Linked DNA regions of Mus musculus: region 1 is linked to region 2. A link is a contact called in public HiCAR-type data. All regions are on one chromosome and are shown on one strand. The core of a region is the stretch at or near the end of the contact, and the rest is flanking DNA. Distances in the headings are between cores, read along the strand shown.

Evidence for each region. HiCAR-type assays count read pairs that join an accessible place to other places.
Region 1: a contact with region 2 is called in a HiCAR-type map of embryonic stem cells, with 2.5 times the contacts expected there. The contact joins the promoter of Arhgap42 here to the enhancer-like site in region 2. A contact is called at or near these places in 3 of 39 promoter capture datasets (liver and neural stem cells), 1 of 484 Hi-C or Micro-C datasets (embryonic stem cells), 1 of 115 datasets of contacts at active chromatin or transcription factors (embryonic stem cells) and 1 of 9 other capture datasets (adipose tissue).

Annotation. Positions count from the first base shown.
Region 1 is chr9:9,237,239-9,243,869 of GRCm38.p6, reverse strand. It overlaps Arhgap42 (Rho GTPase activating protein 42), which reads left to right and starts at 4,843. Exons shown (of 24, transcript NM_001372563.1): 1 at 4,843-5,244. The coding sequence starts at 5,091. All of the region lies in intron 2 of Gm16833 (predicted gene, 16833), which reads right to left.
Region 2 is chr9:9,023,660-9,029,834 of GRCm38.p6, reverse strand. It overlaps Arhgap42 (Rho GTPase activating protein 42), which reads left to right. Exons shown (of 24, transcript NM_001372563.1): 12 at 373-412. Among named protein-coding and RNA genes, the nearest start is that of Pgr, 130 kb to the right of the region's middle. Within about 2 kb of position 2,139, at least 24 of the 459 cell types and tissues checked have an H3K27ac peak or open chromatin away from gene starts, as enhancers often do. A contact at or near this core is called in embryonic stem cells and neural stem cells, where this site is marked.

The DNA.
Region 1 (6,631 bases), core at 3,594-6,093, 210 kb before region 2:
AATGCGGATTTAAAAGTCTTTCTTTTGAGACAGGGTCTCACTGACCAGCTATGTAGATAACAGCTTTCAAATGACATCAAAATACATATTTATATTTAGGGTTTGTTCATTATGACAGTGATCAAAGACAGGAGGAGAGATGCATGTATTAGAGAAAAGATGTGAGAACATTTTATAGCCACAGAAGATTCTGTAATTCAATCAGGTGGTGATGTCATATATCAACCAGTCTGATAATGAATGCTGGGGATAGAACATTGTGGGGAATAACCATAAGAGCAAAACTTTTTTTTTTAAAAATATTTATTTTATTTATATGAGTATACTGTCTCTGTCTTCAGACCCAGCCGAAGAGGGCATCAGATTCCATTACAGATGGTTGTGAGCCACCATGTCGTTGCTGAAAATTGAACTCAGGACCTCTGGGAGAGCAAGCAGTCAGTGCTCTTAACCACTGAGCCATCTCTCCAGCCCAGATGTCACGACTTTACTTTTTAATGAATTATTTTATTTAGGTGTGGTGTGTGTGTGTGTGTGTGTGTGTGTGTGTGTGTGTGTGTGTGTGTGTGTGTGCTCATGCATGTGCTTCTGCGTGCAGGAACACATATGCCCACGGAGGCCAGAAGAGAACAGTTTGCATTCCCTGGAGCAGGAATCACCTGTGGTTGTGAGCCCACCTGACAAGGCTCCTGGAAATTACAATCCTCTGGAAGAACAGCATGTGTTCTTACCTGCTTTGTCATCTTGTCAGTTCTGTAAATAAGCAGCATTAGCAATCCTTGCAACATCAAGGCCTAATCCTTTTTTTTTTTTTTTCTTGCTGGTAGAAGAGTATATTAGAGACTTAATTGCTTTAAAACTGAGTATAGGGGCTTGCACAGTGGCTCAGTACTGAACGGCACTTACTGAGAAGGCTAATGGCCTGAGTTCCATTCCCAGAACCCCAATAGTAGAAGTGCATAACTAAGCCCTGAAGATTGTCCTCTTACCTCCCTATGGGCTGTGGTAAGTGCATTTCCCCAAATAAACAAGTAGACAGATAAATATTAATCAAGTAAATGCATGTGATAAAAATATATTTAAGAAACTGAATGCTGGTACAGATGAGTTTAAAACACATCTTCTTTGCCTCTGGTGGCAATGACTGATGTAAGTGAGATAAAGTAGACACTTTCTTTTCCGAGGAGCCCAGGCTTCTGAAGTCACACAGGCTGGGGCAGAAAATGGAGCAGTTGTTGCCAGGTTCTGAGGTGGGCATGATAAAGATGATAACATTTACATACATTCCTATATTTTACCACAGTGAGTGATTTTAAGAAAAGAATCATGCTCTTATAAAGTTACTATTAACCTTTTTTTTTTTTTTTTTTTGAGTCATGGTCTCTGTATGTCACCCTGTCCTTGAACTTTCAGAGATTGCTTGATACTGCCTCCAGACTGCTGGGATTAAAGGCATGTGCTGTCATACCTGCGGCTTTGTTTGTTTGCTTTTTTTTGTTGTTGTTGTTTTTCATTTTCATGTTGGAAGTCATAGAATCTGGTATAAGAATGAAGCAGAATGCTGTGAAAGTTCCTCTCAGAATTCCTTCGAGACCAGGCAGTATTTAGAAGATGTCTCTAGAGATGTCAACAGGGACAATGCTCTATACTCTTTTCTTCAATGTAGGCCAAAGAGTCTATAATTGCTCATAGCTTAGTCATTTTCTTTCCCCAGGCATCACTGTAGTCTTAGGAGACTTGCTTCTTACAAGCATACGTTTGTTCTCAGGAGGCCAAAGAGATGGCTCAGTGGTTAAGGACACACACAGCTCTTGGAGAGGATCAGAGTTTGGTGGAACAACTCGAGTTGCAGGAGATTCATCAACCTCTTTTGGTCTACAAGGATACATGTACACATGGCATGTGCAAACACACACACACACATATATTTATATACCTAGTTATGAAATAAAAGTTAATCTTAAAGAAATGTCTGTTCTCAGTAACTGCAAAATAATACCTTCACAGAAACACTTCTGGAGGCATCTATGTGGATCAAGGCAAAGATTTAGGACAGACCCACAGCACTGCATCTGCTGCACGCCTCAACTACCTATCACTCTTGAATCCAAGCACACAGCTCCACTCCTCACTGCTCTATGAAGAAAACAGAGACATTTCACTGTGCCAATATCCAGGTCAGTGCCAGAGGGTGTGTTCAGCCTGTAATATCTGTGCAGCCAACAATGCCACGTACTGCACAAGTGGAAGTCTCTGGAAAGGCTCCATTTCGGTGCAGTGAAATTTCAGATGAGACTTTACACTTGCCGATTTGGAGAGCTTACCCTTTGAACACCGCCATTTGCATGGAATCTGGTTCATTTATTATTGTTCAAAACTTTTAGTAAATCTGTTTAAAAGCTGAGCCATTTCTAATGTTTCAGATAGCTGGGTTAATGTGGCATGGGAGAAGGCTAGACTAACAAGTATGATTAAAGCATGAATCACAGACTGAGTCACCAGTAACAGAGCAGTGCAGGAAAGTGTCCACTCATAATAATACACTGCAGTTCGATCCTATTGGGTGAAGGGTAGACACACAGTGCTGTCTTACATCACTGCTCAGATGGGCTTCAGTGGAAGCCCCTGGGTCGGTAGGCACCCCTGCCCAGCTCCTGCATACCCAACCCGTTGCAACGAATATACTTGGTCATTTTCTGGATTTTCTTTCCTGAGAAGCGCTCAGGGTCATGCAGGATGCTCCAATATTTCTGCCTTCTCATATAAATCATGTTACCTGGGTCCCAGTGGTGTAGATAGTCAGCTTAAAACACGATTACCTCTATGCTTGAGGGAATGATAACCCAGGTATTAGAATCTAGACTACAGCTGCCTATAAGACTCCCGCAGAAACCTCACCAACAACTAAAAGCTGCTTATCAAAGCAATCCACAGAATTGGTTATAAGGCAGTTATGAGACAGAAGCCATTTTCTTGCTTTATAATGTTTCAAACTGGATCATAACATTTAGGTGCTTAGAACAGCAGCTACATAAAAAAGTTGTGAGTATACCATTTGTTAACCATTGCTGGTTTTCTGTCCTTCAGTTTGTGTGACAAATGGTTAAATCACAGTACTTGAAAGACAACTAGCTCACTATAGCCCCTTCATAGTTGATGAACAGTATTATTGCCTTCCCTTGTACTTCCAAATGAGGCATCTATGAAACTGACAGACAAGCTCCACACTCAGAAATTAAAATAGCTAAGATGAGGGCTGGCAAGACGGCTCAGCTGACAAAAGTGATTGCTGCTAGGCCAGAGAATCTGAGTTCAATCCCTGGTTTATCCCTTGTGGAAGGAACCAGTTACAGCCGAGTGTCCCTTGACTTCCACTGTTCAGATGTGTGTTCCCATCCCTAGAAATAAATATCACAAAAAGAAAATGTATAGAACTGTCATCACACATTTCTAAAGTGTGCAGACTCGTACTAAAAATATGGATGTAAGCTTTTAAAATGAGAATTTAAAAAAAGTCATCAAGCATACTGTTTACATGGTTTTGTCTGTTTTAAAGTTTACATGCTATTTTTGCTTTTTGTTTTGTTTTGTTGTTTTGTTTGTTTGGTTTTTCGAGACAGGGTTTTTCTGGGTAGCCCTGGCTGTCCTGGAACTCACTCTGTAGACCAGGCTGGCCTCGAACTCAGAAATCCACCTGCCTCTGCCTTCCGAGTGCTGGGATTAAAGGCATGCACCACCATTCCTGGCTGTTTACATGCTACTTTTAATGTTATTGTATGGCTGAAAAAAATTGCAGCTAAAGGTTCCTGAAATTTAATTGGGAAAAAATGTAAAGCACTTCAGTGGATTTTCCCATGATTTGTACAAGTTTCTTTTTTCCTTCCTTCCTTTCTTTTTTAAAAACAGATGGTTCAAATATACAAAGCAGTGGAAATGTAGAAATTAAAAACAGATCCTTAAGAAAAGTAACGGAGTTCTCAAAAAAGCTACAGGTGAGTGCAGGATGACATAAAATAGTAGGTTATTTTGTTGTCAGGGTTTCAACAGAACGCACATTTATTAGGTCAACCTCTGCTAATTGACTCTTTGCAGGAATTCATATATATATATTCATCTCAGAGACAGTGTTTCTCTGTGTAGTCCATGTTGGCCTTGAACTCTTGGCAATTCTCCTGCTTCAGCCAGTTGAATGCAGGTATTACCTACCACCACCACCAAAGGAATTAATGATTCCTTTGAAATGCTTGATCAGGTCAAGTCGATGAAAGTCTCTGAACTTGTAGGTCCACCCACCCAGGTGTCAATTAGAGACACTAAAACAGGGGTATATAACATGTGAAATGAGTTAATAAAATCAATTCCCCTTTCTTACAGACTGAGGGATAACACCCAACACACCTCACTGATGGGTCAATGCAGCGGGGTTGGGAGTCAGGCGGGACATCCTTTCTATTTTGGACTTATGGGCAGGACCCTGAAGTGAAACTTGAACCGGCTGGGAAGTGGTAGTTCCCGCAGGGGTTAACGTGGGAGTCAGACTGTTCCTGAGGGGGACGCTGGGGGTTGGAGATGGTTTGGGGCGCACAGGGCCTGGCGCTCTCAGTGGGCCCAGACGGGGACGGGTAGGAATCGGGTGAGGCTACAACACAGCAGTGCTGGGTGCGGGGAGCAAAGTGCGCACCGCAGGGACCGGGCGGGGACCGGGCGGGGACAGCGAGGGGCGGGGAGGGTGGAGGAGGGTCTGCCCGGGAGCTGCAGGCCGGCCCGCGTGCGCTCCGCACAGGGGGCGGGTTTCCCTACGGGCCCGAGTCGCCGTGAGGCGCCGCCAGCTAAGCGCGCGCCACTGTCCCCAGGGTCAGCGAGTGACGCTGTCAGAAGACTCCTCTGCGCTACAGCTTGTAGCCTCGCCACCCCCACGGTGCGAGCGAGCGACGATGCGAGCCGGTGACAGCGCCCGGAGCCTCCGCCCGGCCTCGGGGCAGCTGCACTGAGCCCGGCGCGCGGGGCCCAGTCCTCCGCTCTCCCCAGCGCTCCCCCGCGTTCGCAGTGTCCCCGCACCCGCCGCAGCTAGCGGCCGCCGCGCCTGGGCCATGGGGCTGCCCACTCTGGAGTTCAGCGATTCGTATTTGGACAGCCCGGATTTTAGGGAGCGATTGCAGTGTCACGAGATCGAGCTGGAGAGAACCAACAAGTTCATCAAAGAGCTGCTGAAGGATGGCTCTCTGCTCATCGGGGCGCTGAGAAGTGAGTGACGGGCCCCCAAGTGTGCAAGACCCCATGGGGTGCGGGACCCTGGTTGGGAAGCCCCAGACCGAACTTCTTTTGTTTGAATGGATTGGGGACAAAAGCTGAAGAGCTCCCCTGCTGGTGGCCAACAAAGTCTGTTCTTAGTGGTGCGGATTTACTTCCCAGGCAACACTGGGGAGGAAAAGTTTCCCCTACAGCCCTTGAGAGTCAACTTTTGAGACTTGTCAGTGAAAAGTTGGTAGAGACTTTCACTTTTGTTTGTTGTTGCTAAAGTTTCGGTGCCTGGTTGTTGTTGTTGTTGTTTTTGGTGGGGGGTTGGTTTTGTTGTTGTTGTTTTAAATTGTTTTGATTTTTCGTTTTAAGGTGGTGGAGAGAGCCACGCCAGTCAGGGCAACAGAGTGAGACCCTGTCTCATAAACAAAACAAACAAACCAAACAACAACAACAACAAATCAAAGCAAGCCAAACTCTCTGGGAAGAGTGGAAACAAGGGAGTCTGGAGAGTTAAAGTGAAGCTAGTGAATTTAATAATACTTTAGGAAAAGTAATTTCATACAACAATGACTCGTCATTGATTTGACCTTTTAAAAATACACGTCTGCAGTTTGGCCATTGGTAAGCTGTTTGGACCCAATAGGGTACCCGTGTATTTTAAAGCCCTTGTGAGTGTTCTGTTCGTATTAAATTTTGGCTTGCATCGTGTGGTGTGCAGTGTTGGTCATTGGTGAGAGCTCAGGTCTACATTCAGTCAGACCTGGTAGATGTCAGTATCTTTCCCACACTTCTCCCTTCAGGATATTCTTTACTCGTTTCTCCTTTAGAACTTCCCCTTCCATTATTACAACTCAAGCTTTCTCATACTGAGAACCAAGTGGATTACTTAGTACACGCTAAACGTTAACCATTGCCTTTCCCAGAATCCACTTGTGTCTTACATGGAAAATTGGGAAGGCTTCAGCTTCTGAAAAGAGAAGTGCTTCGGACTCTGGCCTCTTATGAGGGCGCTTACAGGATGGAGAGGCCTCTGGGTGATCTGGTAGTCCCCAGGACATGTTCAGGGTTGCTGTAATTGCACAGATGGAATGCCCATTGTCAATTAATTGGGATTTGAGACTACTATGATAATGATTATTTACTGTGGTTTGTGACAATGTGCAATGCTTCTTTGCAGTTCCTTGAGTTGTTACTAGGGAACCCTCCTCGCCAGGGATGCCTCCTCATAGAGGCTAAACCATTCCTGGTGTGTTATGCTAGGCAGGCTGACTACACTTGGGATCTCAGGTGCTCTGCATTTGGTGTTTCGCACGTTGGAAATACTTCCTGACACGTGTGTTTTTTCACTGGTGCTGTTGCACACTTCCCTGGGATTCTTCAGCTTAGCTTT
Region 2 (6,175 bases), core at 890-3,389:
CAAGACTGTGCCCACATGAAGTAAGTTTGAGGAAGGAGCAAAGTCAGATGAATTTCATGGTGAGAGACACTTCCAGAAGAAGGTGCTGTAAGCATGAGCTGGAAAAGAGAGTGAAATGCCCAAGTCAGATGGAGAAGGGCAGAACTTAGCTCAGGTTGGACCATCAAAGATATACCCATAGCAGGGGTCAGTAGATAAGCTGAACAAATGGGAACACCCTGGAATCAGTCGGTGGACTGCCAGCCTAGGCCCTGGTCAGCTGGTGGACTGCAAGCCTGGTCCCTGGATTTTTGTTTTTAGGTAAGCATCACCTTGCCAATATTCTGGGTGGCCATAAATGGCAGTAACTAATTGATGTCCTTTCTTCTCTAGATTTACACGTTACCCGCCATAATTAGCAAGAAAGAAGAAAGTAAGTCATTTTTCCTCTTCCTTTAGAGCTTTTGCATGAATACTTCAATGATTTTGGACTAAGAGTTTTAAAGAAACAGAAATTTTTAATGAGAAACAAGCTTTTCTACATTCTGACTGGCCCTGAAGAGTAAACCATAAATTAATGCAGTCACATTTCCTGACAGAAAAAACAAGAAAGCCATAGAAAGAGCATGTGAGTTCTGAACATGATCCTTGATGGTGTCTTTCCCCCTCAGCTTGGTCCATCCCTTCAAACACAACCTGAGGGAAAACCCTTAACTTCTAATTCCACACAGTATTATGAAAACAAACAGTAAGGACGACGGAGTGTTCTCAACAAGGCTGTTATGCCATAGAGAAGAGAATGGGGCTATGGTGTTCTGGTGCAGCCAAAAGACCTCTACAGTCTGAGCAGGAAGAAGTCCCTTGCTTTGCTGTCACACTTGATTCAGTACTTGCTCTCTGTGCTATAAGTAAAGCTGCGTAACTCATTAGAAAAGGAAAGTTTGGTCATTCTCAGGGCAAACCTCCATGTGAGAAATGAAACAAGAACCCCAGAAAAAACTGGCCAGGATATTGAATGTATGTCTATTTGGTTATGAGACATAATTAATATGTTCTTCTGGAGACTGTAAAACATCATTAATTATTTTATTTTTTGAAAGTAGCTATCCTTATTGTTAAACAGATGCTGCCTAGTTGAAATGAGAATGGGACTTCTCCTCAAATGGGGCCATTGAGATAGAACCTCACTAGGAAAATGCCATAATTCTGTCATCTGAACTCCTTTTTCAGGAAAACAAAATCATCTTTCTTGACTAGTAGTCATAGCTGAGCACCTCTGTCTTGGCCCTTAACAAAGAAAAAGGCAATCAGTGTATCACCGTTGTTCTCTGCTGCCACCTTAAGCCTGTTGCTCCTCAGGTGGCATATTTTGTGGGGGACTTTAGCAGGTCCTTCACCCCTGGATCTAGATGAAGTAGCAATTCTGTAAGCCAAAGTATTTAATTCACATTCTCCTGTGTGGTCCTTTCTACATTTTTCTGCTTTACTCCTGGGTGGATAACGGGGGGGGGGGGGGGGGGGTGTGGGGGGGGTGTGTGCATGCATCTCAGTGGATGTTTGTGTGGGGTCTACACTCTTAAAGTTCCTGAAGGGCTTTAACATTTAACCATTGTCTAGATGACTTTCTTCACGTGTGCCTTGGCGTGTGGTCTTCCTAGTGTGAAACAGACATTATCCTTTCTCTTCATATTCTAAACAGCCGCTGTCAGTGCACAGTCTTCCTCCTGAGCCTTGCTTGAATAGTTTGTCACTGGGATTTTCCAGGTGTCCTAGGTAGCTTGGGCCATCATTTTACCCTCCCACAGGGACAAAGCTCTGTATGTTCAAAGGTCAAATGCAGTTTTACTCCCACCAAAGAGAGTTCTAGCTTACACATGTTACATGGGTCCTTAAGGAAGAAGAGAAAGGTCCTGAGGGTATCTCAAGATAAATGTGTTCTTGTCTCCTTTTTCCCTCCAAAAACACATATGGCATGACGTTGGATATCTGTAAGTTTTAATCAGAATGCCAGATTAGAAATGTGAGTGAGAGATTAAAGACAAGCATTGTTTTTTCCTGGCAGCCCCAGGGAGGTGCGGTGAGACCACCAGGATCACGTGGGGGAAGGGAGAGCTGGGTTTTGAGTCGGGAGGAAGTTGAAAGAACAAAGCCTCTTTAGCTGCAGAAAGCAGTTCTTGCCTCACCGCTGTTGGAACTCTGTCGAGATTCATAGCTTTTGTGATGCTAAACAGCCTCATGGAAACTTTAGTTGGATTTTAATAAAAGCTTTGGCCCTGAACAGTTTCCAACAGGGAAAAAATGCTTACACTTAACTTTTGACTGAGTAACTCAACTTTATTAAGTAGTTTGTCTTCAGACCAGATGCCATTAGTACTATAGGATTTCAGTGTCTGGGAATTTGGTGGCAGGTGGGCTCTCAGTATTCTTCTGGTCTTCCTCAAAACAGGGAGAAGTAGGGGTGGGGCACAGAACAGTCTCCAGAGAGTTTATAGATGGTTAGCTGATCCACTTAACCCCTCGAGGAAGCCACGGAAGAAGCTTGCTCAGTTTCAGGCATGGTGGAGAAAGGGGACCAAAGGAACAGCATTCGGTTGCTCTTCTTGGTTGACTGTTCTGAAGTAGACATAGCCCCCATCCAGAACTCCATGTTTCTACCACGTAAGATGAGTTCCCTTTCTTTCTACCCCATGCCAAGAATACTTTGTCTTCTGCCATAGTAGAGCTAAGAGAAACACTCACTATCTGTGTGTATGTAACTATGGGGACCCCCTTGCCATAGCATTGTGTGCAGCTCAGAGAACAACCTCTCTGTTGGTCCTTACTGTCTACTTTAATAACGACAAGGCCTCCTGTTTGCAGCTGAGCACACCATGCTACCCAGCTCTGGGCTTCCAGGGGATCTCTTTTCTGTGACTCCCATCTATTGTCTGAGTGCTAGGAGGGCAGTTTCATCTCCCAAGTCTAGCCTCATGTAGGTTCCTCAGGTTTAACTTCAAGCTTGCATGGTAAGAGCTTTCCTCATGCCATCTCCCCAGCTCATGCACACCCCTTTTAATGGTGTCATTTAACATATTAATGAAACTTTCCGTGGCTATCTTTTCTGTAATTAAGAGTAAGCGGTTTCTATTTTTCAGCCATTAAAACCAACATCTTTAGTTGAATTTTTCTTAGCACTAATGAAAGCAATATAATAACCCTCTCCTGGCTTTAGAATATTGCTCATTTTGCATCACACAAATGTCCTAAAATTTGACATTTTCCAAGGCTATATTTTACAAGTCAACTGGAGACAAACTACATTAACCATATGCCCCCCTTTTCTCCACCATAGCAGTGAATGTTGAAGCACTGTAGTGGAGGCATTGTTCAACAGACCTTTGGGAATGTGAGCTGACATGAGATGATGCAAAGGGGGCATATTATTCTCATTAAGACTATGAATTTTGTTGGCTTGAATTTATTTTCTTGAGTCCGTGTTGTCACAGCAAAAATTGCTTAAATTACACATAATTAAATGAGAGAAGGCCAGGCCAGGCTGTGGTGACAGCTGATCACTGATTGGCAGATCGCAGAGGCTTGCAGCAGCAAAAGTTCTTTTCTGGTTCATAGTGTATGTCCACATAGGACCTCAGTGATTTGGGAGTTCAGAGAGTAACCTCCTTCTGTATCAGGCTGATCTTATGCCAATTGCAATAACCTTGGTCTCCTGGGAAGTGACATAGAATCATTTTCATTCCATCGCATTGGATAGCATTGATTCTATAATGATAACTAGTCTTCAAGATTCTAAGAAATATGGTCTTCCTGCATGAAGGACAAAGCAGTGAACATATGTAAACAGTAGCTACAGTGTGCACAGTCTTTTCAGTTCAGTGGTGTATTGCATTTAATCCTTGTGATTTATTGAAGCACAATAAACCTGTAGGAACATTTCTTAATATTCTCAGCTGCCTCCTAGGATCACAAGGCTTCCCCCTCTAAATGCTTGAGCTATGTCTATTCAAAGAAACAAAGCATTGCTCTGGCTTCAGTTTGCTCTTTTTTGTTTGTTTGTGTGTGTGTGTGTGTGTGTGTGTGTGTGTGTGCGTGCTTTTAAGTAATATGGCATTCCTTTTTAAACAAGGACACTACTGGTTGACACTTCCTCAAGCTGTAGTTGTTTCAGACATACCCAAAGAATAAGGAAGGCCTGACGTATCCATATATACACAGGGGCTTACTTTAAACTGCAGTCAGCAACAGGTGTGAGCACAAAGCCAACACCCCACATCACTTACTTTACTTAAAACATCATTTTTGTAGCTTTTAAAGTGTTTTTTTTTAATTCATCCTTTAGCAGTCCTATAAAGTGAGATTTTTATACTAAGTTTGTAAAAGAGATTAAAACCATGTCAACTAACAAACATTTTATTCTCTTTTTACCAGTTTCATTATATGTTGTGTATGGGCAAGTCTATGAATGCTTTTACATGGCTTTGCATCTTTGTGTTTATATGTATTTTTTCCCTTTGTGTGTGTGTGTGTGTGTGTGTGTGTGTGTGCACTCACACTTATGTGTGTGTACTTGTGTGCCAATGGGGTGGTCTAAGACTGGTGTCTAAAGTCATCTACCATTGTTCTTTCACATTATACACTGAGTGGAAGTCTCTCAGGCAAATCCAGAGCTCACCTAGGGCTAGTCTCACCAGCCCGCGTAGCTGGGGGTGGGGGTGGGGTCCTCTGTCTCTGCTTTCTGGGTTTGGAATTATGGCTGAGCCACCATGTCCACCTAGGAGGGTATTTTTTGTTGTTGTTTTATTTTTTTGTATTTTTGTGGCCTGCTGGGTATCTGAATGCTAGTTACCATGCTTATGTGGCAAGCACTTTTACCTACTGACTCATCTCCCTAACTCCTAGTGACATGAGTTTTAATTGGAAGGGTACACATCATCTTCCTTTCTCATCTGGATTTGACTACATCTTCTGCTTTCCATCCTCTCACCTCGAAGGACCCTTTTGTTTCTGTTGTCTTTTATTGTCGCTGTTAGTTTTGGGTTTAACACAGTCTCATTGTGTAGCCCAAGCTGGCCTTAACCTCTGCATTCTCCATCCTCCTCTGCTTTGTAGTGCTGGGATGACAGTTGTGTCTGCCCATTGCCACTATTCACATCTTTTTTTTTTTTTTTTTGAATGAATGAATGCTTTTCTTCTATTGGAAATTTTCTTTATTTACATTTCAAATATTTTCCCCTTTCCAGATCTCCCCTTCAGAAACCCCTTTTCCTATCCTACCTCCCCCTGCCTCTATAAGGGTGCTCCCCCATACACTCCCGTCCTCCTGCCCTGGCATTACCCTACACTGGGGCATCAAACACCTTCAGGCACAAGGGCCTCTCCTCACACTAATGTCCAACAAGGCTATTTTCTGCCACATATGTGGCCAGTGTCATTGGTAGCTCCACGTGTATTCTTTGGTTGTTGGTCCAGTCCCCAAGAGCTCCGGGAGGGGGCTCTGGATTGTTAACATTGTTGCTCCCTCTATGGGGCTGCAAACTCTCTCAGTTCCTTCAGTCCCTTCTCCAACTCCTCCATCTGGGATTCCTGTCCTCAGTCCAATCAATGGTTGGCTGCAAGCATCTGCCTCTGTATTTGTCAGGTTTTGGCAGAGTCTCTCAGGAAACAGCCATACCAGGCTCCCATCAGCAAGCACTTCCTGGTGTCCACAATAACATCTGGGTTTGGTGGCTATACTTAGGATGGATCCCTACTTGGAGCAGTCTCTGGATGGCCTTTCCTTCAGTCTCTGCTCCACACACTGTCTCCATATGAGACAGTGAGTATTTTGTTCACCCTTCTAAAAAGCACTAAAGAATGCACATTTTGGTCTTATTCTTACTCTACATATGGTCTGTGATTTAATCTTGAGTATTCCCAACTTTTGGGCTAATATCCACTTATTAGTGAGTATGTATCATGTTTATTTATTTGTGACTGAGTCACCTCACCCAGGATGATATTCTCAAGTTCCATCCACTTGCCTGCAAATTTAATAATGTCATCGTTTTTAATAGCTGAGGAGTATTCCATTCTGTAAATGTATCACATTTTCTGTATCTGCTACTCTGTTGAGGGACACCTGGGTTGTTTCTAGCTTCTGGCTATTATAAATATGCCTGCTATGAATATAGTGGAGCATGTGTCCTTATTACATGTAGGA